Regions from separate parts of the Mus musculus genome. Here all the other regions are linked to region 1. A link is a contact called in public HiCAR-type and HiChIP or PLAC-seq data. All regions are on one chromosome and are shown on one strand. The core of a region is the stretch at or near the end of the contact, and the rest is flanking DNA. Distances in the headings are between cores, read along the strand shown. Region 1 holds the start of Actr3 (ARP3 actin-related protein 3). Region 2 overlaps Mgat5 (mannoside acetylglucosaminyltransferase 5). Region 3 overlaps Mgat5 (mannoside acetylglucosaminyltransferase 5). Region 4 overlaps Mgat5 (mannoside acetylglucosaminyltransferase 5). Region 5 overlaps Mgat5 (mannoside acetylglucosaminyltransferase 5). Region 6 overlaps Mgat5 (mannoside acetylglucosaminyltransferase 5). Region 7 holds the start of Nckap5 (NCK-associated protein 5).

Evidence for each region. HiCAR-type assays count read pairs that join an accessible place to other places. HiChIP or PLAC-seq counts read pairs in DNA pulled down with a chosen protein or histone mark.
Region 2: a contact with region 1 is called in a HiCAR-type map of astrocytes, with 4 times the contacts expected there. The contact joins the enhancer-like site here to the promoter of Actr3 in region 1. A contact is called at or near these places in 4 of 39 promoter capture datasets (the 3T3-L1 cell line, hippocampal neurons, liver and 1 more) and 3 of 115 datasets of contacts at active chromatin or transcription factors (astrocytes, large pre-B cells and stem cell-derived neural progenitor cells).
Region 3: an H3K27ac HiChIP or PLAC-seq map of bone marrow-derived dendritic cells shows a contact between it and region 1, with 5 times the contacts expected there. The contact joins the enhancer-like site here to the promoter of Actr3 in region 1. A contact is called at or near these places in 2 of 39 promoter capture datasets (hippocampal neurons and pre-B cells) and 3 of 115 datasets of contacts at active chromatin or transcription factors (the NIH/3T3 cell line, bone marrow-derived dendritic cells and large pre-B cells).
Region 4: an H3K27ac HiChIP or PLAC-seq map of thymic regulatory T cells shows a contact between it and region 1, with 7 times the contacts expected there. The contact joins the enhancer-like site here to the promoter of Actr3 in region 1. A contact is called at or near these places in 2 of 39 promoter capture datasets (the C10 cell line and pre-B cells), 1 of 484 Hi-C or Micro-C datasets (the MNK3 cell line) and 3 of 115 datasets of contacts at active chromatin or transcription factors (the NIH/3T3 cell line, large pre-B cells and thymic regulatory T cells).
Region 5: an H3K27ac HiChIP or PLAC-seq map of bone marrow-derived dendritic cells shows a contact between it and region 1, with 9 times the contacts expected there. The contact joins the enhancer-like site here to the promoter of Actr3 in region 1. A contact is called at or near these places in 1 of 39 promoter capture datasets (pre-B cells), 6 of 115 datasets of contacts at active chromatin or transcription factors (bone marrow-derived dendritic cells, cardiomyocytes, microglia and 3 more) and 1 of 9 other capture datasets (liver).
Region 6: a contact with region 1 is called in an H3K27ac HiChIP or PLAC-seq map of acute myeloid leukemia, with 12 times the contacts expected there. The contact joins the enhancer-like site here to the promoter of Actr3 in region 1. A contact is called at or near these places in 1 of 39 promoter capture datasets (pre-B cells), 1 of 484 Hi-C or Micro-C datasets (LSK cells) and 4 of 115 datasets of contacts at active chromatin or transcription factors (acute myeloid leukemia, bone marrow-derived dendritic cells, large pre-B cells and 1 more).
Region 7: a HiCAR-type map of astrocytes shows a contact between it and region 1, with 4 times the contacts expected there. The contact joins the promoter of Nckap5 here to the promoter of Actr3 in region 1. A contact is called at or near these places in 6 of 39 promoter capture datasets (the 3T3-L1 cell line, 3T3-L1-derived adipocytes, cranial neural crest and 2 more) and 7 of 115 datasets of contacts at active chromatin or transcription factors (astrocytes, bone marrow-derived dendritic cells, extraembryonic endoderm stem cells and 4 more).

What each region holds. Positions count from the first base shown.
Region 1 is chr1:125,433,631-125,437,634 of GRCm38.p6, forward strand. It overlaps Actr3 (ARP3 actin-related protein 3), which reads right to left and starts at 2,097. Exons shown (of 12, transcript NM_023735.2): 1 at 1,655-2,097. The coding sequence starts at 1,698.
Region 2 is chr1:127,423,300-127,427,303 of GRCm38.p6, forward strand. All of the region lies in intron 12 of Mgat5 (mannoside acetylglucosaminyltransferase 5), which reads left to right. Gm51746 (a long non-coding RNA gene) reads right to left here. Exons shown (of 6, transcript XR_003948718.1): 2 at 3,353-3,434; 3 at 2,570-2,624. Among named protein-coding and RNA genes, the nearest start is that of Gm51746, 12 kb to the right of the region's middle. Within about 2 kb of position 1,927, at least 137 of the 459 cell types and tissues checked have an H3K27ac peak or open chromatin away from gene starts, as enhancers often do. A contact at or near this core is called in astrocytes and stem cell-derived neural progenitor cells, where this site is marked.
Region 3 is chr1:127,347,033-127,351,036 of GRCm38.p6, forward strand. The region is part of intron 4 of Mgat5 (mannoside acetylglucosaminyltransferase 5); the gene reads left to right. Among named protein-coding and RNA genes, the nearest start is that of Gm23734, 26 kb to the right of the region's middle. Within about 2 kb of position 1,754, at least 70 of the 459 cell types and tissues checked have an H3K27ac peak or open chromatin away from gene starts, as enhancers often do. A contact at or near this core is called in bone marrow-derived dendritic cells, where this site is marked.
Region 4 is chr1:127,320,099-127,324,102 of GRCm38.p6, forward strand. It overlaps Mgat5 (mannoside acetylglucosaminyltransferase 5), which reads left to right. Exons shown (of 18, transcript NM_145128.3): 4 at 506-667. Among named protein-coding and RNA genes, the nearest start is that of Gm51747, 22 kb to the left of the region's middle. Within about 2 kb of position 1,718, at least 71 of the 459 cell types and tissues checked have an H3K27ac peak or open chromatin away from gene starts, as enhancers often do. A contact at or near this core is called in the MNK3 cell line and thymic regulatory T cells, where this site is marked.
Region 5 is chr1:127,240,226-127,244,229 of GRCm38.p6, forward strand. The region is part of intron 1 of Mgat5 (mannoside acetylglucosaminyltransferase 5); the gene reads left to right. Among named protein-coding and RNA genes, the nearest start is that of Mgat5, 37 kb to the left of the region's middle. Within about 2 kb of position 2,101, at least 117 of the 459 cell types and tissues checked have an H3K27ac peak or open chromatin away from gene starts, as enhancers often do. A contact at or near this core is called in bone marrow-derived dendritic cells, liver, microglia and 4 more, where this site is marked.
Region 6 is chr1:127,217,459-127,221,462 of GRCm38.p6, forward strand. All of the region lies in intron 1 of Mgat5 (mannoside acetylglucosaminyltransferase 5), which reads left to right. Among named protein-coding and RNA genes, the nearest start is that of Mgat5, 14 kb to the left of the region's middle. Within about 2 kb of position 2,338, at least 74 of the 459 cell types and tissues checked have an H3K27ac peak or open chromatin away from gene starts, as enhancers often do. A contact at or near this core is called in acute myeloid leukemia and bone marrow-derived dendritic cells, where this site is marked.
Region 7 is chr1:126,828,588-126,832,591 of GRCm38.p6, forward strand. Nckap5 (NCK-associated protein 5) reads right to left here and starts at 2,045. Exons shown (of 17, transcript NM_001081756.1): 1 at 1,730-2,045.

The sequences.
Region 1 (4,004 bases), core at 847-3,346:
CCAAATACTATTCATTCAAAAATAACCAAAACTGCATTCCAAAAGAGGAAAATAGATACATAAAAAGAATAAAAAGACAAATCCTACTTAAGCAGCCATGGCATTATTTATAAGGTGATCAGTGACTATGTGGTTCTACTGACAGTGATTTCTAAAGCATGAAAGTACAACATAGCACTATCTGTCACTTCAATACAATACACTTGAAAAGTCCTATTCACTCTGGCTAATTCTAATTTTTAAAATGGCTCTAACATCCAACAACTGATCAATTAAACTACAAAAGGATAAACTTAAACACATACACAGAAACACTTCAGGGAGGTGACACTGGATTAAAAGAAAACCTAACTTTAATAAAATGTCAACTAAGAAAATACATAGAAATTCCAAGACTAGACTAGTGTTTTCCAAGAAAAAAAAAGTTTTCTGTTGTTTCCAGCTGCCTGACAAAATTACAAATAAAGGCAGAAGAGTTTTAACTAGTGTGGAGGGAAAGAAAAGGCATCGCTTAAATAACTGTGGTAGGGAGAATAAGAGGAAAAAGGTTGGCAACTATCCTCAAAACCACTGATGTATTTGGGGGATTCGAGATCAGACAGGCCTCTTCCTCCACCAAGGATTTCAACGTAGAACATAAAAAAATGTACAGTCTTCTCTCTAGGTCACTACCCAGAGCAAGTTGTAACTCTTGACAAGGTTCATTAATACAAAACCACTACTTTAAAGTCATTTTAGTCAACCACACTACTATCAGAAACAATTACTTTAAATCAAACACATTCCTTTATACCCCCTTTCAGTTTTCAAGACACAGTCACAAAACGAACGTGAACAAACGTTTAGGTTCCAGGGTGCGTCCCTTCTCTCCCCTCTGTCTCCCTCCGTGGACACACAAGAACATTTTTTTTTCTAGTTCAGACATATTGATACCTACCACTCATAATGTACTCTTTATGCAACCTGCTTAATTTTGAAAGTTCTAATAAGACGTGGTAACGTTCGAGACGAAAAACTACCTTATAAGGCTATAAAAGACGGAAAGCAGGAAGCGGCTTTGACAAAACTAAGGAAGTTGCAGCGCGCTTGCTCACCAAGGGACTTTTTTGAGGCAAGAGCTATAACCCCCGTGAGATCCTCCTCGCTGGAACTGACTTGGTTCAATGGGTAGTGGGAGATGGCTACGAATGGGTGTGGGCGGAAACCAGGCGGCGCGTGGGTCCGCTGCAAAAGCCCCCCATGCTAGCTTCCCATTTTCACAGCCTGGTTCGTCGCTCTCCCCACCCACACGCCCTAAGAGATCGAGAGTTGTCACCGCGATCTTGCAAAATCTGCAAGGAGCGCTTCTCTCTCTCTCTCTCTCTCTCTCTCTCTCTCTCTCTCTCTCTCTCTCTCTCTCTCTCTCTCTTTTCCTTGCTCCTAGGTCTGGAGGTCCTCGGTGGGTGCCCTGCTTCACAGGCAGCAAAGGGGAGAGAAGGGAAAGGACAGCCAGGTGGGCCAGACGGCCTCCTCGGAAAGGAAGGGCCTGGAAAAGATCTCTGTCCCGGGAGGCTCCCGGCACCACCCCTCGCCAGTCTGGCCGGCTCCCCCCATTCATCTCCCTCCTCCGCCCGTCCCCGGCCTCAGTCTCCCCCACCCCGAAGACCCGCCGTACCCCGTGCCACAGTCCACCACACAGGCCGGCAGCCGTCCCGCCATCTTCCTCCTCGCCCGCCGCTGCCGTCCGTTCCGTGCTGCTGAGAGGCCGGGGAGCTAGAGATGGGAGCTGGCTGACCATGCACCGGCCCGGGCCGCCCTCGGTCGGGAGGGAGGGAGGAAGGGAGGGAGCTGTGGGAAGCCCGAGCAGGAGCGAGTGAGCAGTCGGCTAGTACTTCCGCAAGCCCAGCAGGCTGGCCGGCCGGCAGGCTGGCTGTCCCCGCCCTACCCTGCCGCGGCCTCCTCCTCTACCCCTCCGCTCTCCGCCCTCCTCCTCCTCCTCCTCGCTCCCGCCCCCACCCTACAACTTCTTCCCCCTCGCACTGCCTTTCCGCGGGGAGCCAAGATGGCCGCCGCTGCCGACGCCCCGGCCAGGCCAGGCCCCAGGCCGCGATCGCTCCCACTTCCGGTTCCGGGTGGGAGGAGCGAGCACGCGCGCGCGTGCGTGCGATGTACTGTGCGGCCGCCCGGCCCCGGCTCCCTTCCGGATAGCCAGAAAGTCCACTTTGGGTTTTCAAATAGCTGGAAGCCCAGAAGCCAAGCTGAGCTTGAAGGGGGTCCAGAAGCGGCTACGCATGCGCAGTGGCGCGCAGCTGTGGGTCGCGGCTCCGCTTCCGACTTGCGAAGATTCCAGTTCGCATTTTCTGGCCGGTGGCAGCCCAGAAGTCAGGCAGTTATTTAGTTAGGAAGCTGGCTTTTGGTGGTGGTGGGTGTTGAGTGTGTTTCTTCTCTGCTAACTTGAGCCATGGGCAGGAGGCTTTCTACTGTGGGGTGAAGGGCTAATTGGAAACGTGGTCAGCGGCATGTCCCCATAATCGCTGTAGGTGAGCAGTCAGAAAAGGGATGTGTCCTGAGATTTATGTCAGTTATACTATTGCATTGTAGTTTGCAAGCTCCCCAAAATGGTGGGCCTTTGCTTTTAAGACAGGCAAGGATCCAAGACGTTAGGTTGAACAATAACAAACCCACCTTCTTCAGGGTTTGGGGATTCCTGTGTGTCTTCCAAGAAAGGCAAGTGTTGGATCAGTGACATGGCTTAGCAGGTAAAGATGCTTGCACTCACTAACCTGAGTTTGAGCCCTTGGAGATCCACATGCTGGAAGGAATGAAAAGACCCCCACAAGTTGTTCTTTGATTTTGCGCACATCCTCCCCCTCATAAGAAAATATAAAACAAAAATTAAAAAATCAAGTTTCCCAGAGGTTATGCTCTACATAGCCTGTACAAATGGCCTTTATTTGGGTTTTGGGGTGATGATAAACTTCTTTCAAGAGTAGTGAGATTATCTCCGGCCTTTAAGAAAGGCCAGTGTCCCAGAGGTTGTGTTCTACAAAATAGACTCTGTGCAGGTGGCCTCTATTCCGGTTGAAGTGACAATGAATTTCCTTCTGTGGAGTGCTGTTAACGTGATACCAACTTTTTCTAGTTGGAAAAAAAAAGAAAAAGAAAAAGAAAGAAAGATGAGAAAAAGATATGTATTTTTTTACATCACAGACTTAAAAAGTAATACTTTTAAAACTTGAATACATCAGAGTAACATAGAAAGCTTAAAGTATGTTGCTGGGTCATCTCCCAGGGGATTAGGCAAAATCAATGTGCAGTAGAACCTGAGAATTTACTTTCTCATCAGCAGGAACCTGGAAAGTTAATAGCTTTCCTTCCCAACAGGCTTGTCTTTTATTTATTCTTTAGCAATCCCATACATGTAAATGCTATATCTTGATTGAATTTACCCAGAACCTTCTCTCTGGCTCCCCTGGATATCCCAATGTATTCCTCCTCCTCCTCCTCCTCCTCCTCCTCCTCCTCCTCCTCCTCCTCCTCCTCCTCCTTTTCTCCTCTTCCTCTTCTTCCTCTTCTTCCTCCTCCCTTCCTGTCCCCTCTGATTTTCATTTATTTTTTGGTAATCTCCTGAATCCAGTCAGTTTGGTTGAAATGCTGACTGATCTTGGCTAGATCTTCAGGAAACTATAACTGCAAAATCTGTGTCATGTCCAGAAGACAGCATCTTCTATGCACCCCCATCCCCTCCTCCATGATGCTCCCCGAGCTTTGTGGAGTGGTGAGGGTCTGCATAGATGGACCATCTAAGGCTGATGGTCAGTAGTCACCTACCCTCAGCATGATATGTGTAGAAATATCAGTGTTTACAAGGTAATATTACAACAGGTCTATTGAGTAGGGCAACAGGTTTCCCTATACAGCCTGTGACGGCCTAAACCATGGGAGGTTTGGACAGGTTTAGCATAATCTGCCTAAATTCCCTTCTGAAGAGCAGGCCTCATCCAAAAGTGTTTGGTCACCCCCAT
Region 2 (4,004 bases), core at 677-3,176, 2.0 Mb after region 1:
GGAGGCTAAGGCCTGTTACAAGAATAAGATTTGAATTGAAGCATGAACTATATAGCTACTGCCCTTGGTCTGAGGGAAATGGGCTTTCACCCGTGACTTCTCTTCCGCATCTTCCTGGCTCATCTTCCAAATCCCAATAGCTTGGACAAGTTTTGAGGAAAGAACTCCCACCATCAAAACTCTTAATGTTCCTCACAGCTTTCCATGTGTCTGTGTATCTGTCTCTTTACTCTTGATTTCTGAGGCAGAGGGGACTCCAACAGCTCCTTTAAGAGACCTGGCCATTGTGAATGCTGCTGGTCCATTGAGCATATTCCAAGCAGGTGGCATGGACTTAATTCTAACACAGCCCTTGACCAGATCCCTGTGCTGCCGGCCCCCTCTGTCACAGCAAGGCCTTAGAAGCACTGTATGTCCCCTGCCCCAGATGAGAAAGCATGCCAGTATTTTTGCTCTCTGCCATTGGACTCCAAATCCACCCCAAATCTCTGTGAAAAATGGTTGTGGAACCGGGAAATGTTTGTCCTTTGCAGCTGCCACTAGAGCGTTGCCTGGAGAGGCACTGAAAACGCACTTCTGGGATACAGTGATCTAGTGTCTAATTCACTAGTAGCTCTTGTAACATAAAGAAGGAGGGAGGGAGGGAGGGAGGGAGGGAGGGAGGGAGGGAGGGAGGGAGGGAGGGAGGGAGGGAGGGAGGGAGGGAGGGCAGGCTGGGGACTATAAGGTCAGAGCTTAGTGTAAGCTTAAGACTTAGTGTGTGAGAAGTAAAGGCTAAGGAAGGTTCATTGTCTGAAATTCCTCTCTAATTGGCTTCATTCACCAGAGCCCCCCACAAGCATCTGTAGAACCCTAGATCAAGATTACACAGCAGTTACAAGAAGAGGTCTTTAGGCTTGGGGAAATTGCTCATTCTAAAAAGTGTTTGTGCAGATTGGAGGACCCAGGCTCCATCCCCAGACCTGCATAGAAAGCCCACTCAGAAGCCTTCTCCACTCTAGTCCTCGTGCCCTGATGGAAAGATGGGACTCCCACAAGACTTGCAGTCAGCCCCAGCCTGCTTTACTCAATAGAGACCCTGTCTCAAGCCAGGGCTGATCCCGGGGCTTCCGTGAACACACTGTGTCACACGCGTACCCATACTCATACACACGCAAGCTTTAAGTAGAGGGTTAGAGACAGAACAGGATGTGTTTCCAAGTCCTATCACCAGCTTGCGTTCAGTACAACTCAGGGTCTTCTGACTTCCTTGAGACAATGGTTTGTAGACTAGGCCTGCCATAGGGGCATGGTTAAGTAGGGGCTGTTGCTAAGGTGCCTGGGCTCCTCATGCAGACTGGGCTGGCTGTCAATTACCCCTCTCTGTCTAAATCCTTGCGGTTGTGTGTAGCTGCCCACCCCCTTCACCAGCCCCTCCGGCCTTGCTCTCCCACTCTCTCTCTCCTGCACTTTCCCATCCCCTGCTCAAGTCATCTTTTCTTTGGCTCCTCTCAGCTCTGCCCTGTGCATTGAGGCTTTGCTGTAATGAATTAGCACTGGTCTGGTACTGCAGTTGTGAAATATTATACCCAGGGCCTTTCAGAATTGCATATATCTGTTCTGAATATTCTGTTATCTTTTCGGGACTTGTTCTTACTCCCTCTCTAGAATCAAGTAGTCCCTTCCAGTTTGAGTCTTTCAAGAATAAAATAAGAGAGAGTATTGCTGTGGCTGTGACCCAAAAGATGGATGAATCACGGCTTAGCCACATACCCAGAGCTGGCAGTGTAAGTTCCTAGTCCTGGTGAGGAGACATCTGTAACTTTTCTAGAACTTCCCATCGCCAGCTGGATCAGGGATGCAAAGACTGTTTCCTGTATACACACACACACACTGAGGAGGTGGGGGCAGTGAGACGATGAGTCAGAGAGGCAGGGACAGCCTGCCAGCCTCACTATAAGGAAGTGGTGCCCATCCTAATGGAGTCAGGACTCCTGCCCTGAGGCCACATGGACTGGGCTGTGGACTTTTTGAAAACAAGGCTCTAATTGGTCAACCCCCCCCATCACCATCCCCAGTACCCAGCCAAACCCAGGCCAGGGGAAATACACGGTGAGTATCTCCAGAGAATAAAATTTGAATATTCAAATAGAACTGGGCCGAGGGGTGGGCGGAGCATGAGAGGCATGCCAGCCCTTTCTGTAAACACTCAAGGCTTTTTCACCCAAAGGTTCAGAAAGAGCAGGCAGCTTACATACTAGAGTTGTGCTCTTATGGAGAAGAGACAAAGGCTTTGACTGTCTTCTTGCCCTGTGTCTGAGGGGAAGGCATTTTCAAGGCAGTTTTGTCATGTATGAAAAAAAAAAAAGACATTTATGGTATGTAAGTCATAGGACTATAAGAATAATAAAGTCAAGAAGTGTTTGCTGTAGTATATAGTGTTTCTACTCAGGTTCTCAGGAATATTTTCTGTAAGCTTTTTTTCCCCTCAGGCAAGAACAGTGTCTATATAGTTTCTGCTCTGTTACTATCACAGAAACCCAGTCCTGGCCTGGGTAATCTGGAAAGGAAGAAGGTTTATTTTACTCACAGTTCTGGAGAGTCCAGAGTTTTTGCTCAGCTCAGGTGAGATGGCAGGTGACCTCCTAAGAGCAACAGAACAGTCGAGGTAGTGAGACAACTCATGATGAGACAGGAAGCTAGGAAGACCCCGTCAGTCATTCCCCCCTCTCCCCCCTCCCCCCCTTGCTTGCTCTCGTGAGACCCACAGAAACCTCTCTCTAAGCTACCCTCCCTGGAGTCATAGCTACCTACCATGCTCTGTCCCTGGACATGGCTGCCTCCCTTGCTCTACCTCTGGAAGCTTCCACACCTCTCAGAGGCTAAGATTCTGTGTTAACCTTCCAAACCACAGCAGCCTCCAGACTAGAGATGTTTGTCATTAGAGAAGGGATTGCAAGATCATTTCCTGACCAGTACATCCCACGTCTGCCCCTAACCCACGAACTTCTTTGAATTTCACCTGCTGAACAGATACAAGGAGACCTCACAAGTCTGAATACTGTAAACTAGAAGCATGCACACTGCATTTTCTTGCTGCAGATAGTCTTCAGTAGCTGGTAACTATGACTATTGCTATTGTTTATATCTGAAATAGCCACAGGGGCCCCTGTATGAAAGACTAAGTTGCCAACCTGTGGTGCTATGTGTGATGATGCCTTTGAAGGTACTATTGAGGATTCTGAGCTGGAAGGTTGCAGATAACTGAAGAATCTTCTGGGTGGGTGGGGTACCTCACTTTTCAAAGCCTTCATTATGTAACATACATCAAGCATTGGGTGTGTTTCTTACCAGATTTGTTTGTGCTACATACCTGAGTGGTAATTCCATCACTCAAGCTGATAAAATCACATTCAAGTAAAAAACATTTTCTTCTGTACAAACTTAGGTTGTAGCTTTGGGGGAGAGAGAGAGAGAGAGAGAGAGAGAGAGAGAGAGAGAGAGAGAGATATGATATGATATGATATGATATGATATGATATGATATGATATGATATATGAAAGAGAGGTGCTATTTAATTCTGAGTAATGAAGTCACCAGTAAAATAATGGGGGAAACACACACACACACACAGAGCTGAGTTTGCATGTACCCTGCTCTGGAAGTATTTGTGTACCAGGGCAGCATCTTGGAGAAAGCTTACTTAGTCTGGGATGTGGTTCCTTTAGAAAGCTAGAGTGCACAAAGCCTTGGGCTTGGTCTACAGTACCACCCAGAGCAGTGTGATGCTGAGAGCCTACCTCAGCACTCAGTGTGTAAAGAGTAGAAGGATCAGAAACTTAAGGTTCTCTTCGGTGACATAGTGAGTGCAAGGCCAGCCTCTTATCCATAAAAGACACTACCTCAAAACGAAGAGAGGGAGGGGTGAGGGGAGTGAGGGAGTGGGTAAGGGGTGAGAAGGGAGAGCAGGGGAAAAAGAAGAAAAGAAGGAAATTAATTGTAGAGAGTGTGTATTAGTGTGTGT
Region 3 (4,004 bases), core at 504-3,003, 1.9 Mb after region 1:
GGAAAATAGGAAAATTGAAATGTCCGAGGATTCAATAAATTGCAAATGGATGCATTATCAATGGACACCCAATGTCCAGCACTGGGCTGGCTACTTGTGCTGTGGTGCCAGCTTAAGGATGACAAGGAAAATAACCCAGGCCTGCGGGCATTAGCAATAACATCTACCTTCTGTCGGGTGCCCATCTGCTCTCATTTCATTTCTCATTTCTCATTGGCTGACAACTAGTACACTCACTGTCCTCTGTAAACCCTCATCCTGAGTGTGTGTGTACAGGTGTATATGTCTGCATGTGAGTATGTAGATCAGGGGACCATCCCAAGCATCGTTCTTAGGAAGGCTATCTGCTTCCTTGGTGACGGAGCTCACCGATTAGGATGGCCTGGCTGGGCAGTGAGCTTTAGGTATCCTGGCTCTGCCTCCCCAGAACTAGGATTGTAAGCACATGATGTCACACCCGGGATGTTCATGTGGTTTCTAGGGATCAAACTCAGGTGCCACATGCTTTCGTGACAGGCACTTTACCAGCTAAACTATCTCCTCAGTCCCGGAATTTTCATTTAACATTTTTTATCTCATTTTCTAAATTTTGGTATAAAAACATCAACTTTGGAATTTTGTTTGCCTCAGAAACTGCTAAGTGGAAGTACTCAGCATATGATGTGCCTGTTTCTGGGGACAGAATTACGTGTACACACACACACACACACACACACACATACACACACACACGAATTAGTTACTTTTCTCCTTCCTGTGACCAAGATACTTGACAAGCAGCAACATAAGGATGGAAGAACTTATTTTGTTTACAGTTTGAGGATGCTGCTTATCATGGCAGGAGAGACATGATATCAGGAGACAACCGTTCACAGTGCATCTGCGGTCAGGAAGCAGAGAAATGGATGCTGGTACTCAACTCACTGTCTCCTTTTTATTTAGTCGAGAAGCCCAGACCATAGGATTGTTCTGCCCACATTCAGGGTGGGACTTCCTTCCTCAGTTAAACCTCTGTGGAAACACCCACATAGATACAACCAGAGGCATGTCTCCATGCTGATTCTAAATCCAGCCAGGCTAACCAGTAAGGACTAACCACCATAGTGACCTACAGTAACCTTTATCTGCACTGTGTGCCACTGCTGGTCAAGGACTCTTGTGGGGATTTAGGCTGCAGGCTGTGGTTTTATAAGAGGCAGATCCAAGAAATATACTTCTGGATGCCCCAGATGTTCACTGACATTTTGAGGCTGTTTATTAGTTCACAGATCCTGGAAATGAACAGGGAAAGAGCCAAAAATATCTAGCATCTGTGGTTAAAGTTCCCATGAGTTGGCTATTGCTGGATTATGTTAGAAGTGTCTGCTATAGTTGGCAGTGGAGTTGGGAGTGTGGTAGCCCAACCAGCTACATGGCTCTCTCAACTCAGGCAGAGGAAATGTGATATTTTGGAATCCTGATATAGGCCACAGCTAAGAAGTAGAGATAGGAAATAAGTTATAATTGGAAAAGTCTTGATGGTGTTGACAGTGTATCCCTGTCATCAGCTCTCCTCTTTAGTCCTGCTTGTCTCTGTTGTAATGTTAATAGGTACTTTTATTACCACTCTACTAAAGATTCATTCCATCTTGATTTATTATCTAGACTTTCCCAGGGGATTGCAAAGAACAACGGCACAGGCTGCCTCCTGGCTTGTTGCCTCTTGGCGTGAGCCAACCAGAAAGAGAACTGTTCAGGGTTTCACTTGAAGCCATCAACGGTTCTGTTTGGGCAGCCCCAGATACCCAACAACAGTTGTTTCAGGAAGCTCAGACAGTGCCAAGTTTAAGACTCTGTTTTGGTTCAGCTGCTTAATCTTAGCCCAACAAGTACTCCCCTGTCTTGATGTTAATTTCGCTTCAGGGTGGGATGGATGGCTTGCATAGTTTCACAGCATAGTTTCCAAGCTCGAAAGTCTTTGATGAGTTGAACTGGGAACCAAAACCAGCTACGGCTTTTATGTGGGAGGTGGAACCAGAGAGGTGAGAGTCTTCAGAGAGCAGAGTTTTATCTCCTAACATTGACTGCCCCCACACAGACAGAGCATGTTGGTTCTGACCAGAATTTTATCTCTTGTGAGAGGTACATTGCCCGGTTGGCCACTGAGGCCAAGAGGTAGGGTGGAGAGGGGAGGGTGGGACCAGAAAAAAATCATTACATTGCACCACGCTGGGGAGCCATTTCGGTTGCTGTTTCTAGGTGGCTATATTTCAGAGACCTGAGGATGGCCTCCTGATAAAAGGGCACAGAATTTAGAAAGGTACTATGAATAAAATATATTTCGGAATTAGGAGACAAATCCTGGAATCGTGGACACCAAATAAGCACTAAGTATCAATGACTTGGTTTGGTGTTGAGGGAGTGGCTGCCTGGCTCACTTGGTTAGTCCTTGTGTGTTTCCTGTTCTTAATGTCTTAGGCTCCCATTTTTATTGGTAGAAGGTTAAGTACTGGTCTTTTTCCCCCCTCCTAGTAGTTTATGACTAAAGCTTAAGGTTTCATTTCTCCCCCTTCTCTTTGTCTCTGCTGTGCTCTTCCGTTACACTCTAGGAAGTTCCTTCTTTTTGTCACCTGGAAGAAAAATCGCTTTCTTTATTCATCCAGAGTACAGGAGAGTGGAAATTGAGTTCTATGACAGATCTTAGTCTGCAGATGCTAATCTGTTCTATTTAACTTTACCTTCTCTGTCGTCTGTTTGTTATTTTTCTTCACTTTCTTTTTCTATCTATTTTAGATTTCATATTTGATTAGAATGAGGAAAAAAATATTCCCACAGTAATAGAAGCCAGTCAAGGCAAGTTAGATAATAATTATGATTGTAGGCTTTATAATCAGTATTGTTCCTTCTGTAGTCTTAGTGTTTGGAGGCAGGACTTTAAAATATCGTGGAAGGAAAAGCTTGGAAAATCCTCAGGAAAAAATAAAAACTAACGACTGGCAAGATGACTCAGCAGGCAAAGGTATTGGCTGTCAAGCCTAATGACCTGAATTCGATCCCTGGGATCTACATGATGGAAGGAGAGAACCAACTCTCACAACTTGTCCCCTGACCTCTCTACACACTCCCTGTGTTGTGCACATACACACACACACATCAGAAGCAATATGTAATTAAGTTAGACAAAATTCCCAAAAGAAACCATTTTACGGCTTTGGCAGTTGACTGACCACAACTGTCAATTTAAGAAAAATATCTCAAGACAAGTGCATAAATTTGAATATGAGCTCTCCTCCCCCCCCCCCCCCCCCATCTCCCTGGAGATCCTGCCATTCTCCAAAGTTGGCCTTGGAATCTGGGCAAGGCATGCTGGAAACACTGGTAAATGTTCATTGATAGATGAAGTAGATGTGATGTGGAGCAGAGCACAGGAAACTCCCACCTTCAGCATCATAGCTGGTGACAGTGCTACTAACTGTGGCCACACGTAGACTGAGGATGCTCTCTGGTTTGGAGGAAGCAAGTGGACTAGAGGATGAGCCAGACTGAGTAAGGAGACCTGGGAAGTGACACAATAACAAGGGGTTAGAAGCTGTTTGGAACCTAGCATGTGACAGGTCTGAGAGGGTCCGAGCTGACCACTTTGTACTTGACCTTGTGCCTGTGTGTAACCCAGAAGCAGAAGGGGAAGCCGGCAGAAAGTAAACAGTGGAATAGATGCTGCTGCATATGGAAGCACCTACCTGTTATGTGAGACCTGGGCAGTATTTAAATGGATATATAGTATTTGCCCCTTAATTTTTTGGTTCTTCAAAATGTCTCCAAGTTAAGTATTTATAGACTGCTCCAAAAAAAAAAAAAAATCCCATTTTAGAGATAACTTTCTTTACTATCTTTGTGGGTATCTGGAGGCCTCCTGAAGCATCAGTGTTTGCAAAGATCCCTGACACTTTCTGCATTTAGTTCCTTATCTTATTGTCCTGACGAAAGCAACCTTAAAAAGTAAGATTTATTTCAGCTCACAATTT
Region 4 (4,004 bases), core at 468-2,967, 1.9 Mb after region 1:
GGCGATGCTGGGTGGGTGTCCTGTTCTCTCCTTTCTTTATCTTACACTCTTGGGGCAAGGTAGCAACGGAACCCAAAGCCATGCCGACAGCCAGCAAGCTCGACAGTCCTCCCCATTTCCTCCCCAGCCCCTCCACTCCCTAACTCAGGGGAGCACAGGCATGTGTGGCCATGCACGGCTTTTTATGTGAGTGTTAGGGATCTGAACTCAGGCCCTTCTGCTTACTCAGGAAGTGGTATTAGCCATTGGGCGATCTCACCTGCCTCTGTCCAATTTTTTTACATTGTGGTTCAAAATGTTCTCATCTACAGAGTTCATGCTCAGACACTATACGATAAAGTTACCAAAGAAAATGCTGCAAAAAAAATGCACCTCCCAATGTTTTGTGTTTATGAGTTCATGTTGGGCTATGTTGGAATGTATCCAGGGTGCACACAGGCCACAGGTTGGCCATGCGTTGCAGAGCCTGCAGCAGTTTTCAGTTTTCTCTTTTCTCCTTTCCCAGATCTGAAGAAAACGCTCGCCGTCTTGCTGGATAACATCCTGCAGCGCATTGGCAAGCTCGAGTCAAAGGTGGACAATCTGGTCAACGGCACAGGAGCGAACTCCACCAACTCCACCACGGCTGTCCCCAGCTTGGTGTCGCTTGAGAAAATTAATGTGGCAGGTAAGGATGGCGGTTCCATGCCCAGCCATGGGAATGAACCCTTCTGAAAACCACAGCACCAAGGTTCTTACTGGTGCAATAAAAATTCCATGAACTTGACATGAGTGTCATGAAGGCAGGCTTTACATTTATTTTTTAATAACAGATACTGGGAGACCTCTATGGTTGTCTCCGAATAACTGGGGAATTCTCTGACACCCAGGCAGATAAAGAGCTCCCAGAATTGAGTTGTGCTGATAAGATTCAGAACATAGATGAAAGGAAGCACAGAGGTTATCAGAACAACTCCCACCAGATGAGTACTCTCCCTTCCCACCTCTTGTCAGATGCCAAAGCCTGCTCAATGTTAGTAAACCTGGTGTGGACATGGACTCCCGCGATCCCAGCCTGTGAGAGTGGAGGTCACGGAGCAGCTCAAGGTCATCCTCAGCTACTCCCTGAGTCTGAGCCCCTCCCCGGCTGGAAGAGGAAACTAAAACGTGGAAGGGCCAAAGCTGGAAGAATTTTTACAGATGATGAGGTAGCGCTGTTTTGTAACACAGAGCGTAAAAGAAATTCTCTGCGGCGGCGGATAGACACAAATGGTTAAACTCATAGGGAAAAAAAGGGGGAAAAAGATGGAAGAATGTAAAAGAATTTCTCATTCCACAGAGGAGGGTCAGACATTGAAGGTCATCTCCGTGGCACAGCCTGGGCTGTGTGAGAGTCTGTCTCAAGAAATAAAAATAAATGCTAGGTAGCCAGCATGATAGATGGAAACCCCAAGATCCTGGAAGTTAAGGCGACTTGCTATTCATTGCCTGTGTAGCTTCTCTCCCACCTCGCTAAGGCATTGCCACTGCACAGAATGCCTCACACGAGACAGCTGTAACAGGGTCCCTTCAGCAAAACCTTTCTGGCATATGCAACAGTGTCTGGGTTAGGGGGCTGGGATGGAGTTCAGTTGACAGAGTGATGCTTGTCATCAGGAAGCCCTGGGTCCTATCCCCAGCAATGCCTAAAACAGGGAGTGGCAGTGCACACCACCCTCTCTGCACTTGTATTTAGGTGGAGGAGGAAGTAGTGTGATCAGAAACTCAAGGTTACCCGCAGCCACGGGGCCAGTTCCAGGCCACACTGGGGTATAATCAACAAACAAAGCGATACAGAAAGGCTGCTTCCTCTCCCTTCTTTTCCTGTGACCTGAACCTCTTTTCTCATGGACCTAAAAGTGGGAGAGATTTTTCTCTCCCCTTTCCTACCTTTCCTGGTGTCAAAAACAGTGAATGCTTCGCATTAGGCAAGCTGGGTGGATTACCTTTTTCTCTGGCTTTTTGCCATTGTGCAAGTTTTAATTCACAAACTATATTTCGAATAATCCCAGCATCTCACCAAAGTGTGAAAAATAACTTTTAATTACAACACAGAGACAGTGTCATCTAGGCCATAAATCCTGTCTTCCCTGCCATTTCCAGCAGTTTCTGTAATTAGACAAGGAAACCTCCCACTGTGTTGAGCTGCTTATTAATAAGTGGGCGCTGTGCCTCTCCAGGCTCTGCTCTCAACGCCCACTCCCACGGGGGGGTGGGGGGGGGAGCTTGTGGAGAGCTCCTGACTGACTTCATCATGGTTATGTGGTATCTGATTTGAAAGATGGAATGGTGTCTCTGCCTCTTCCTCTTTCTCTTCCCCTCCCATGGTGTATGTGTGTGTGTGTGTGTGTGTGTGTGTGTGTGTGTGTGTGTAGATATGTGCTACTTATTCTTCTGCATGTGTGTGGAGCTTAGGAGCCAACATTGGATGCCTTCCTCAATTGCTTTCAGTTTTATTTGAGACAGGGTCTCTCATTGGCCAGATCGCTGACTAGGCTGTCCTGATTGGCCCCAAGGTTCCCCCTGTCCCTACCTACCCAGCTCTGAGACTGCAGGTGCTTTTATGTGTATATGAAGTCCTTGTGGGCTTGAGACAAGCACTTTACTGAGCCATTTTCTAAGCCCGCAGGATGTTTTTCTTCCTGTTTTTAGGTTTGTTCTTCTATGATCAGCCCATGATCTAGCTAGACTTTTATGCCATCACTCTCTCCCTGCTGTGTGACCCTGTGGCCTTTAGCTGTCCAAGTTTGCAACCAGGATATAGAGAGAGGCTGCTTTTCCTGAGTATCAGATCCTAGGGCACACATTGTGGGTGAACTCTGGAATGCCATGGTGTAAATGCTTTCAAGTGGGATACTTGTTGGACCTGGGTCCTGTGCTACTTTAAGTCAGCTAACAAGGGTCTGAGGGGCTCGTTCTGGAAGCTAGTGACTCAGATTGAAGCATCTTTATAGGGACCACCACGGATGTGCTTCCAATATTTAGTGGATTTAATATAATACAAACCCCAGAATGAAGAGCTGGCAGGGTGGCTCGCTGATTGGATGTATGTACTGCTCTTGTGAAGGACCCAAGGTCAGCTCCCAGTTCCCATGGTGGGTCACTCATAATCACCTTAACGCCAGTTCTAGGGGCCCTGGTGCCCTCTTCTTGTCTCTGTGAGCGTCTGCACCCACGTGTACATACTCACTCACATACACATAGTTTTAAAAAAGAAAAAACATTAGCATGATGTTGATTTTTTTAAATTTAAGAAATAGTGAATTCAGGATCATAATTACTTTGTTTTGAGACAAGCTGTGTATTAGTTGCTTTCCTGATACTTTGACAAGACACCATAACCAAGACAACTTAGAGAAGGTAGGGAAGAGTGACAGCCAGCATGGGAGTGTAACAGAAACTTAGGGTTCAGATCTTGATTTAGAGCAAGAAATAGAGTGAGTTCCCTAGAAAGAGCTCTAGTCCTTAAACGCTCAAGGCCTGCCCCCAGTGATACACTTCCTCCAGCAAGACCACACCTTCTCAACCTCCCCAAACAGTGCCATCAACTGGAGACAGATTATCCTAATGCCAAAGACTATTAGGGACAAACTACCACCTGGTCTCATGTTTCCTAGGCTGGTCTTATTCAACCAAGACTCTCTGAGCTGCCGCCCCCCAATCCATCCATCCATCCATCCATCCATCCATCCTTCCATCCATCTAGGTTTTCAAGATAGGGTTTCTTTCTGTAGCCCTGGCTTCCTAGAACTCACTCTGTTCACCAGACTGGTTTTGAACTCTCAGGATCTACCTGTCAATACCTCCCAAGTGTTGGGATTAAAGATGTGTGGCACCAAACTGGCAATTCCAAACTTCTTATCCTTATTCCTCTACTTCCCAGTGGATTATAGACCTGAGATACCACACCAAGTTTATGGGATGCTGGGGATGCAGCCCAGGGTTTTGTACACACTGGGCAAACACTCCACTAACTGAGCCACATC
Region 5 (4,004 bases), core at 851-3,350, 1.8 Mb after region 1:
GTCCTGAGGGCAGGATCTGAGTCAGGGATTCCTCCCTCTGGTCTCCAGGCCTTCCTGGTTCCTGAGCTCCCCGAAGCAGTCAGAAGTCTGGGGCCCCTGCAGCCTCAGGGTTCACCGCTGCTCTGACCTCCCATTGGTTATTAATAACTTGCAAATCAGTTTAATAGAGTAGTAGAATTTAGTTCTCTTCCGATTGAGGATGTGACGAGGGCCAGGGATGGAGCTCAGTTGGCAGAGTGCTCCCCTGGCGTTGACCAAGTCTTGCGTTCTATCCCCAGAAGCACATAAACTGGGCTTAGTGTTGAATGTCTGTCCTCTCAGCATTCAGGGTGTGGAGGCAGGCGGCCAGCCTGGGCTAGGGGAGACTGTCTAGAAGAAAAAAATAAGTGTGAGATGGTAGAGGTCTCTTTCACGGGCCTGCCACATTTGATTATAGTTTGCTTTGATATATTGTTTTGTTTTGTTTTGTTTTGTTTTTTTGTTTGTTTTTTTGTTTGTTTTTTTTGTTGTTTGTTTTTTGTTTTTTTGGTTGCTGTGGCAGTGTAACTGACAGAAGCAGCCTAAGGTTCTTTTGGCTCCCAGGTCAGATGTACATCATCACAGCAGCAGCAGGGGTGGGATGCGCTGGCCACATTGTATCCACAGGCAGGAAGCAGAGAGAGATGGATGCTGGGGCTCATCTCACTGTCTCCTTTTTCACTTTCTCCTTTTTATTCCCTAAGATCCCAGCCCATGGGAAAGTCCTGCTCATCTTCAGGGTAGGTTCTCCTTTAGTGAAACTACTTTGGAAACACCCTCAAAGACACACCCTGATGTGTAGTTCCTTGGAGAGTCTAAACCCCCCTCAAACTGACAAAAGAGATTAACAATCATGAATATCTATTTCAAATCCTTGTTTTTAATTCCTTGTTTAACTCTTTGGGCCTTTGTTGTGGTTGTTAGAATGGTTTTAATCATAGATTGAAGAAAAGGAAACACTGACATAGTCTGCTTAACAGTCTATCTTACTGGAAAGGTCTGATCTCCACAAGTGAACTCGAGTGTGTACACACTGGTGCACGAACACTGGTGGACACACACAGGATCACACACTCACACATAGGCACCCATACACCACACATGGAGAGGGGGGAGGGAAGAAGTGAAGGCAAGAGGGAAATAGAGATAAAAAAGAACTTCCAACAATTAAATGAAGAAGTAGCAAGCCCCCTGGATTTAGTTGGTTAACTGAGTAAGTAAGTACTCATTACTAAATAGGATTGAACTGAACGGTGGCCATAACAGGATCGAGAGGAGCAGCAGGGCTCACATTCCTATGCTACCGCCACCGCCTCCTCCTCCTCCTCCTCCTCATATTCTTCTTGCTTTTCTGTTTTTTTTCTTCTTGCAACAGAGTCTCACTATACTGCCCAGGCTGGCCTTCAACTTCCAGGCTCAAGTGATCATTAGGCACCAGCCTCCCATTTCAGTGGTCAACCTTGTCAGCTGTCAGCAAAGATCCCAAGACAAGGAATAACAGAAAATTGGACCCCATTAAAAAAATTTTTTTAAATGATTATTTGTGCTTGTGTCTGGATGAGGGGTGGGGCACATGAGTGTTATGGCGTGGAGGCAGGAAAATGATGTCAGATCCCTTAGAACTGCCAAAAGCTGCCCAAAACTTGATATTTCCTCATTTAATTGTTTGAGTTTTTTTTAATATTTAATTGAAAAGAACCATCATTCATATATATATATATATATATATATATATATATCCTGTAATAGCAGTGCATCATGCAGGAAAGATTTCTCTGGTGTCACGTGTAAAGTATGTGTCACATGGATATTTGGTGCTCAGGGACAGTAAGGACTCGTGTGTTCTTGGTAGAGCTGGGGATAGCTCAGCAGCAGAGCATGTGAATAGCATGCACAGAGAGAGCTTGGGTTCAATCCTTGACAGTGGCAGGCAGAGTAATAATCTTAGGCTTGGAGAGATGGCTCAGCCGTTAAGAGTGCTTCCTGCATGTCCAGAGGATCCAAGCTTGGTGAGGCTGACTTTCCTTTTACAGATGAAGTTATAGTGAAATGCCACACATAGCCACACAGTGACATTATCACCCGTCTGTATCATACATCCTGTATCGTCCCACAAGATAATATCGTCTACTGATGTCATAGCAGTCTCTGATCATGGTGGGAGAAAGTGGCCAGAAAGTGGCTCATTTCTCCAAACATGCTGCTTTGGTGAGTGACTTAGGTCTGCACAGCAGCTGAGTGGTGGGGTTAAAATTTCCCCAAAGTCCCACAACCACGATTTGAGGAGTTGAGATTTGAACTCTGCTTCCTACCCTGTGGCATTGCTAAGCATCATCGTCCCCTTACGGGGCCCGATGGTTATTTCTAATTGCGAATTGTGCAGAACCTACAATCACCTGGGGAAGAGAGCCTCAATTGTCTTGTCTAGATCCGGCTGGCTTTTGGGCATGTCTGGGAGTATTGTCTTGCTTGCCTGAATGAATGTGGGCAGACCCAGCTAGCGCACTGTGTCCGAGCACCATTTCCTGGTTTAGACCCTGAACTGTGTAAAAGTATAGAAAGCTAGCTGAGCACTAAGTGCGCATGCATTCATTTCTCGATTCTCTCTACTGTGGAGGTGACTAAGTCGATTCAAAGCTCCTGCTATCATGCCTTCCCCCCACAGGGATAGACTGTAACCTGTAGTTGTGACTTAAACTCTTTCTTCCTGGTGGTGTGTTATTTTATCACAGTAACAGAAACGAAACTTGAAGAGAGCTTAGTAATAGGAAGGGTCAGGAGCGCTGAAACCGTTACTGAGTTCCTGCTGGGCAGGAAGCACGTGGTGAGAACAGTTACTACTGGCTTTCCCAACCTCTACACACCCAGGGATTGGATGCCAATATTACCAATACTTGGCTGGAGATTAAACCAAGCTTTGGAAGTGTTAAACATGGAAAATGTTCATTAAAGTTCATTCAGACATGTCTGAATGTCCACTGTCAGAATAGTAAATAAAATCATAAAAATGTAGATTTGGTGGATTGGCAAATATCTCTGGTGAATTTTGTGTGAGATGCTGTGTCAGAGTTAAGGAGAAATAGATGTCCTCCCTGGTTGCTGAGTCTGCGTAGAGGAGTGTCCACACCAAGTGAGAGAGGTGGAAACAGCACAGAGACATAGAGTTTGGCAAGGATGCAGAGTGAGGAGGGTGGGGCCAGGAAGATAATGTACAAATGATAGGGGGTGTTATGTTAGAACCACTGAGCTAAGCAGACCTTGAATCAGAGGGCCTTAGTGGCCAGCATCTGGCCTTCGAGAGGCACTATCTAAACCTCTTTATTTAAGTATAAAGGGATGTGTAGGGGTGTGTGTGTGTAGTGTGTGTGTCTGTTATCAGAGGTGTTATCAAATAAAGTGTTATCAAAACCTCTTTATTAAAGTGAAATGGTCTGTCTGTCTGTCTGTCTGTCTATTCCTGGGAGTACACCTGGCAGGGATTGAGGAATATGTTGGGAGGGAGTAGGGTGAGTCTGGAGAAAACCCAGCCACTTAAGGAGCTGTAGGAGCCTAGGGAGGAGATGGTTAAGGTGAGCATGAGGATCATGGTGGGTCTGTTGGCTGTGGTGTCTGTCAGCAAATGTGAGCTTTTCTAAGAGGTAGGAATCTGAGGGCGGTGATCAAGTTGAATGTTCAGGGAGAAAAAGCAGGGAATATTTCTCTTGGGTTAGGTTATTAGGCTCTGAGAGAAATGGGTGCATTTATGCACCCCCTCTAAGGAGAAATTCACATATGCATGTGGCAGGCAGGTGGGGTGGGGTGGGTATGTAGGTGGGCGGATGTGCATGCTTGTGCATACGTATGTGGAGGCCAGCGGATAGCCCCAGGTTTCTACTGTCCGTCCACCTAGGTTTTATTCGAGAAAGGGCCTCTCACTGGCAGGGAGCTTGCCAGCCTCAGAGCTCTCTGTCTCTTATCTCCCCAGCACCCTGATTACAAGCAAACAA
Region 6 (4,004 bases), core at 1,088-3,587, 1.8 Mb after region 1:
TAACGTGCTGGAATCGCAGGCTTGTACCACCACACTTGATGTATGCAGTCTGGGGATCAAACCCAGGGCTGTGCATGCTAGGCAAGCACTCTGTAGATTGCGCTGTGTCTCGAACCCTTGCTTAGCTCTCTGAGGTCTCACTCTGTAGCCGTAGCTGTCCTGGAATTTACTATGTAAACCAGGTTGGCCTGGAAATTGTGGCAATACCTCTGCTTCTTCCTTCCAGATGATAAAGTTGCTATCGTACTTGGCGTTACCAAATTTTTCAGTTCAAATAGTCTGGAAGGGGCAGGGAGCCCTCATACATATAGTAGAAGCTCTGTTTCTGGGCGCAGAGCTGCATGCTGGAGTCACAAGGCAAGCCAGTGTGGCTGGTAAGTGCACCTCACGCCTGCAGGCCAGGTCTCAGCAGCTGGCTGGCTATCCCCACATGGGTGGGCCCCTTTCTGATCTGTCACTTGATGCCTCAGTCAGCTTCTCCTGTGTTCATTTGGTGGCTCTGGTGTGTGTGTGTGTGCCTGGCTGGGTGGGATCTGTGTGCCCCTGATTGCTTCTTTAGGCAGTCTGTAGGCACATGCTTAAGTGTGTGGCTTATTTTGAGGTTTATTTTCTACTTGTGCATTTTTAGAATTGGGAGTTCCACATCAATCTGAACGTGTGTGTGTGTGTGTGTGCGCACACACACACACACACACACACACACACACACACACACGCATGCTCCTTCTCCCCAGCGCTGGATTACAGGTGTACACCATAATGACTTTTTTTTTTTTTTTTTAGAGCGGGTTCTAGGGATCGAAGTGAGGTCTATGCCTGGTTAGTGTGCTCCCAGTTCTAGAAAGTCTTTCCAGTCCAGTAACTTCAAGAGACTTTCCTGTTTCTCTGTTGTCGGCCTTTAAGTGGAGCTGTTCGAAGGTCACTGCCATCTCTCTTGTGCTACTGAGACAACAATGAACCCTGTAGCCAGAAGCCATACTTTCCTTTAACTCCCAACACAGAGAGAGGTCTCACTGCTAAGATCAAGGTCCCTATTTTTTTCTGGACGCTTAGGACAGAATCCACATCCTCACCACGTGTAGCTTCCAGCAGCATCCAGAAGCTTGTGCCTTGACCTCCAGAACCAGGTACTAGAGCTAGATCCTTTCCTCTGCTGCTTCGCCTGCTTCTCAGACCCCTGGCTTCAGACCACAGTATAAGCAGCATCATCCTCATTGAGATCCTGATGTTTTCACACCTCCTCTCCCCGTGAGGTAGTCCAACACAGGGCTTAGGGCTGAGAAACTGGATATCCTCAGGGGCCATTTGTTTTTCCTAACCCAAGGTCCTCAAAACTCTGGAAAAGAACTATCCTTCATATTGCCACTATAGGAAACTTACCTGTTTCCTTGTTTGTGTATGTATGTATATGTATATATCTATGCATATATATTGTGTGTGCATGCATGTATGATGTGTGGGAGTGTGGGTGTACCATGGCATGTATGTGGACATACATTCGAGAGTATTCTCGCCTTCCACCTTGCTGAGCAAGGGCTCTCCCATTGTTTCTTCCCTATTGTGGATTCCAGGTTAGATTGCCTATCTGTGACTGTCTCAGATATTCTACTCTCTTGGCCTCCTGTGCTTATCTAGGAGTGCTGGGATTCTAGATATACATCACCATGTCTGGCTTTTTAATATGTTGGTCTAGGGGCTAGAGCTCCGGTCAGCAGTGTCTTTGCCTGCTGAGCCACTCACTGGTCCTTCCCTGTCTTTTGAAGCAGACACACATCAGTCTCCTCCAACATACATTGCTATCTAAATAAGGTTTGAGTTCTGCTGAGGCCACAGGCAGAGCCGTGTGCATGTTCCTCATTACACAATGGTTCCGAGCACTGTCATTAAGAAAACAGAGGTTCTGGAGATGTGTGTCTGAGGTCACCTAGTCACGAGGGCCAGAGCCAGGGCACCAAAGCCCATGTTCTTAGTCACTTTGCTTTTCTTCCTTACAAGTAGTCATGCAAAAAAATAAAATGAGAACTTGCCATGGAAAAACTTGAGATCATGTAAAATCTCTCCTCCTTTATGAAAATAAATATTGCCTGTAGTAATTGGATTGTACTAATGGCTCTACATTAATGGCCTCCTGGTAGCTTCTGTTCTTTGTAGAGTGGTGCTGTATGGCTTGCTGTGGTCAGCAGGATCTCCCAAGTCCCGTGTATAAGCAACTTTTAATAGCATTGTGCATTTCTGGTTGCTTTGTTTATAACTCATTTTGCTGTCTCAGAGCCCTGGTGCAAAGGTGAGAAACATGCCCAGGCTAGCCTCGTGGGAGTGAACCAGGCTATGTCTCCTGATTTCCCCTAGACCAACCAGCCTTCTTCTGACCCTTCCATTACTCATGATTGCCTGAGTATCACTTAGATCAGTTCAGCCTGGCCTGGGTTACCAGGACCTCCCTGCCCATCTGTACATACTTGCAAATACTAATGTGGTTCCAGTCACTGAGTTGCAGGGGAATTGCCTCTGTCGCAGTTGATGGCCTCATCGTAAGAGATACTTAAAGGGCAGAGGGACTGATTTTTGTGTCCTGTGGAAGACCATTGTGTATTACTTATACCTAATGAATAATCTATTCTGATTGCTCTTTAGGTCTAAGAATGTCTCATTGAATATGCCTTTCCCCCCTTTTAATTTTATATTACTTTTTAAGAACTTTTATTTATTTTAAATTGTGTGTCCATGTTGTGGCTTTGTGCCCATGCTGGCCAGAAGAGGGTGTTTATGAGCTGCCCAGTGTGGTTTCTCTGCTGAGCCATCTCTCCAACCTTTTATTTATTTTTAAATGTATTTATTTGTGTGTGTGTGTGTATCCATGTGTATATTGTGTGTGTGATCCCATGTGCATTGTGTGTTTGTGTGTGTTTGTGTGTGTGTGCTTGAGAGTGCAACAGGGTATGTGGGGAGGTCAGAGAATTTGTGGGGAGTCAGCTCTCTACTGTTGTCATGTTCAGACAAGGTTTCTTGTTTCTGTCTGTGCCGAGTACTTCTGGACAGCTGGGCCTGGAGCTCGCAGTTGTTCCCATCTCTCTGTAGGGTGCTGGGCTTACAGATTCAGGCTCCTGTCTCTGGCCTTTCCCTGGGGATCTAGGGACTGAACTGAGGTCATGGTGCTTGTGTGGCCAGAGCTTCTCCCCACTAAGCAGCTCGGCAGCCCATATTCATTTGCTGAGACAGAGTCTCGCAGTCGTTGGGGGCTGATCTCAAATTAGGTTTGTTGCCAGTGATGACCTTGACTTTCTGATCTTCCTGTCTCTGTCGTCCCAGTGATGGATTATGAGTATGTGCCAGCCACCTTACTCCTGGGTATGGGACCCTGTGCTTGACACATACTAGGCAAATGGTCCACCAGCTGAACTACTTCTATAATCCCCCCCCAAGCCCCCTTAATTAATTTACAGTTATGGTTCATGTCCAAGAACTTCTCATTTTATCTGTCCATTCCCACCATTTAACACAACCAAGACAATGTGATGTTTTAAATGCTGAGCAGTTTCCCACAGAAGCACACATTTGCCATCCTTATTATTACCTATTGATAAGGTAGCCTTAAAAATCTACAGTACGGAATACATAGCCTCTGAATCACACTGGTACCAGCAAGTACAGATTTTGTGAATGATACTTGCCTTTACCATCTATCAGCTTTGACTCTGCCTATCATGTTCAGTTTTATTGGCTTAAAACAAAAACTAGTCAGGTGTGGTGGTTTGAATATGTTTGGCCCAGGGAGTGGCACTATTTGGAGGCATGGCCTTGTTAGAGTAGGTGTGGCCATGTTGGAATAGGCGTGTTACTGTGGGCGTGGGCTTTAAGACCCTCATCCTAGCTGTCTGGAAGCCAGTATTCTAGTAGCCTTCAGATGAAGATGTAGAACTCTTAGCTCCTCCTGCACCATGTCTGCCTGGATGCTGCTATGTTCCCGCCTTGATGATAATGGACTGAACCTTTGAACCTGTAAG
Region 7 (4,004 bases), core at 795-3,294, 1.4 Mb after region 1:
GAATATATGTCTAAAGTCAGAGTCTCCCAGGAATATATGGCTTTCTCCCCACCTTCCAGGAACCAGCATGGTACCCCTCATTCTGCTCTGGTGAGTAACTCAGAGTCTGGAGAAGCCATTCACTCTCAGGGACCTGCCAACTGAGCCGTAGATTACCTTACCATTCTATTGCCCAAGGTCTTTCTTCCCATGATTCAACACAAAGTTGCATTTGGGTCCATATGGACTTCTGTGTGTGTTTGTTGGGGGTGGAGGGTGGAATCATTGTATGGGACAGGCACAGGTCACACGAAGCCGTGTTTTCCCTCCAAGTTCTGGCACTGCCACAGGCAGGGAAAGTATCTGTGTTCACGAATGTCTCCATTCACCTCTATCATAAACAGAGCTCTATGTGTACATATAGCAAAGTCACTGCCTGCCCACAGGAAACCCAGAGTCCTTTGTTCATGAGAGGATGGACTCTCTCCACTGGGTCCATTCAATGGGTAGAGAGCTGAGTCAGGTTTTTCCCTGAAACTTCTTCTATTCAGTATTTCCTTCATTGACTTTCGCCACTCTTAATGGGTAAAACTTTGCTGTTGCAAGATCCCTTAAAATACCCCTCCTGGGGCCAACCGCTGTTTATCTTGGCAGCAGGTAGCTCCAAAAAATTTGGAAAGTCTCTACTTGGCATGGGCTCTGAGCTACTGGCACGTTAGAGATTAATAAAGCACATTTAGCAGCGCTCAGGTCTCTGCAACACAATCCCTCACCGTGAAACGTGCGAGATTCTTTGTTCACGGCGAACAAAGTCAAAGCCAGAATGAGCCAACCATGACAACCAGAGATAGGAAACAGTCAAGATCCTTGAACATCTTTCATCTGGCAACTGGTGGGTAGGAATTGATGCCCAGTGCTCAATTATACATCTGCTTGGTGTTCTCAGCTGTATGAACTGGGCAGGAGCTTGGGACCCCTGAGCTGGGAGCTGACTGAACAGCAGCGCCAAGATATCAGGGCTGTACCTGTTTCCTTGAAGCCCAAGAAAAGCTTGAACTGAAAGCCCGTGAAGGAACAACTCCAGAAGCAGAAAAAAGAATCAAGATTTACCAAGACATTTCCAAACATTTTGGCTTTTCTTTAGGAAAGCAAAATGCTTAGGTTTGTTTGGATATTAGCGAGGGAGGGAGGGAGGGAGGGAGGGAGGGAGGGAGGGAGGGAGGGAGGGAGGGAGGGAGGGGGAGAGAGAGAGAGAGAGAGAGAGAGAGAGAGAGAGAGAGAGAGAGAGAGAGAGAGAGAGAGAGAGAGAGAGAGAACCAAGTAAACTTTGCTCGATTGTACAGGTGTGGCGCTGGTACCACAGGAAGGAGACAACAGCGACAAGAAATGGGAACTAAAACTCAAACAGGCATTAGACAGCAATTACAGGTTCCGAGGAGGAAGCAATTCACTGTGAAACCCCACACACCTGGATTCTCGCAAAGCAAGCACCGGAAGAAAATAGCAGGGAGCCACACGCGCAAAGGCACCATGGTGAGTGCCAACGCAGCCTGCACGTGCTGAGCGATGCCTGGATGTATTTACACTGAGTGGCTCCTCCTCGGAGTCCTCCAGAAAAATCACGCAGACCTGCAAATCAGAAGTCCAGACCACTGCACTGCTCCTGCTGAGCACAGTAACCTTAATTCTCCACATCAAAGTCCACACGCAGTGGGACAAAAAGCGAAGCAAAGAAAAGTTCTATCCTTACCTAAAAGGCATAGCAGACAGGCCAGCTGGTTGCTCCGCCACCGTTAGCCTGCTCCGGGGTTCTGTCTCATTCCATCCAAAGTCCTAGTGCTACCCAGGAGGGCTCCTGGGGGGTTCTCGGATCTTCCTGTAGGAGTTTTTGATCACTGGCTTGCTTAACAAACACGCCTGTGTTCTGCGGGCGTTTGAATGCAGTACCACACCGGGCACCGAGCCAACACTCAGCTTCCACAGGCAACAAGAGAGAGGAAAAACTCACACCCTCCCAAGCAGGCTTCCCTCCTTGGTGTCTTTTAAGGTGGGGATCCAGGTGTCATCTCTGGTTGGAGGGTAGCGTGAGAGGTAGCTAGCTCCCTTTTCTGACTTCTCCGCTGCCTCGTGGGAGCCCCAAAGTTTGTTTTTCTATCTCACTGCCCCGAAGTTCTCCTCGTGATCGGGATCGCCCGGCTTGCCTTTCCACCAGCTGCACTTTAAATGTATTTTAATTGGCTGGAATGTCGAAAGAATCTATTTGGCAGTCGTTTACATGGGACGCACGCCCAGGGCAGCTGAAAAGAGGCCCCAGAAGCGGACGATTACTTCATCAAAAGCGGCAGTTTGAATAGCACTGACTCCTACTGAACTACAAGGAACGGAGTTCTATAGCCAAGATGGAATAATTAATAATTTGTGGAGAAAATTCTTCATTCATCTAAAAAAAGCCAAAACGAAGGGGGCGGGAATCCCTGCAGGTAGGGGAGTACTTTCTGAAAGGGGTGACTTATTACGGCCCCTGTTCTGCTCTCTACAAACATTGATTTTGTACAGCCTTACAGGAGGGACATATGCATAATTTGGTTTTCCTGAAAAGCTAAATCAAGTAATTTTCACTTTCAAAGAGCCCCTGAGATGCATAGCACTTTTCCACCCTCATTCATTAGCCAGAACCCACACTAGATATTTTCCCGAGTGAAAGACAGTTATTCAAGTTCTTTCTTTCTTGGTGACCTCTCAGCTAGATCCAGCTTCAAATAAATTCTCCGTGAATCCAAATAGATAATCATCAGCGCACAGTGTTTATAAGCCTGATTAGAATTTAAAATATTACAAGTGAAGAAGAGTCTAGGAGATCGCTTGGATGGGTCAGACCATTTGCTAGGCAAGCAATAGGACCTGGGTTCAAATCCTTAGAAGACACATAAAAAGCCGTGTGTGGTTCTGTACACCTCTAATCTCAGTAGGAGGGTAGCTGGGGCTTGCTGGCTGCCCCATGTCACGAGATGAAAGCAGAAAGAGGTACAGGAGAGCTCCCAGCTTCCTTCTCTGGCCTCTGCATATATATATGCATATATATATGGGCATGCATATACTCACACAAGTGCGAGTGTGAACTCTCTCTCACATATACATACAAAAAATGTTACTCAAAAAAATGATAGCTTAGGCAGATTATGACATTAAACAGTAGATAACAAACACTTATGCATAAATGTCTCAAAAAATAGAATAACAAAGCAAACCATAAGTCAGATAAAACAAGAGATAAATGGAAGAGCCTTCACATTTTTTCTAGACTGCTGATTTTCCAGGAGGCTGATTTATTGGTATATCTCAAGTGGGCTTACAGATTAAAAAATCCCAGGCTTTCTGGGTTGCCCTAATGACCTCCCTCCTTCAGAGCACCTGCCTTTAGTGGGGTACCTAGAACGAGGCAAGCACCCCAAGTATTCTTCTCCAATGGAAAATGTGAGCCAGGAAACACTGACACATACATTCATTACTCTGCCTTTCCTTCATGTTAATAAAACTGTCTGTGGTTCTCAACAAGACGGAACATGAGGAAGGGTGATGTATGTGTGCATCGTTCAGGACGATTTGTTGAACTGCTCAGAGGCAAAACCCAGCACACGGGGAAGTTAAAGAGAAGGCTGAAAGAGAGGACTGGGCCAGCCTCATGGATATGCAATCTTCATAGCCCTGTAGAGCCCTGTTCCCTGCAAGGGCTTGTGTGTGTGTTAATGTGCTCTCTTTTAACATCATTCTTATATCACATTTATTTGTTCATATTGTGTGTACACGTAGAGGTCGGAAGACAACTTGAGGATGCCAGTTCCCTCCTCCCACTGTGTGGGTCCCAGGATCAGATTCATCAGGCTCGGCAAGGGCTTTTACCTGATGACCCGTCTCCCAGGCTCTTCTCCTGTCATTCTTGTCTCCTTAACTGAACAAGGGGCCCTGTGATTTCACTTTGCTTTGGGACTGGAAGACAGGCAGCAACACCTGAGAGAAACAGTAGC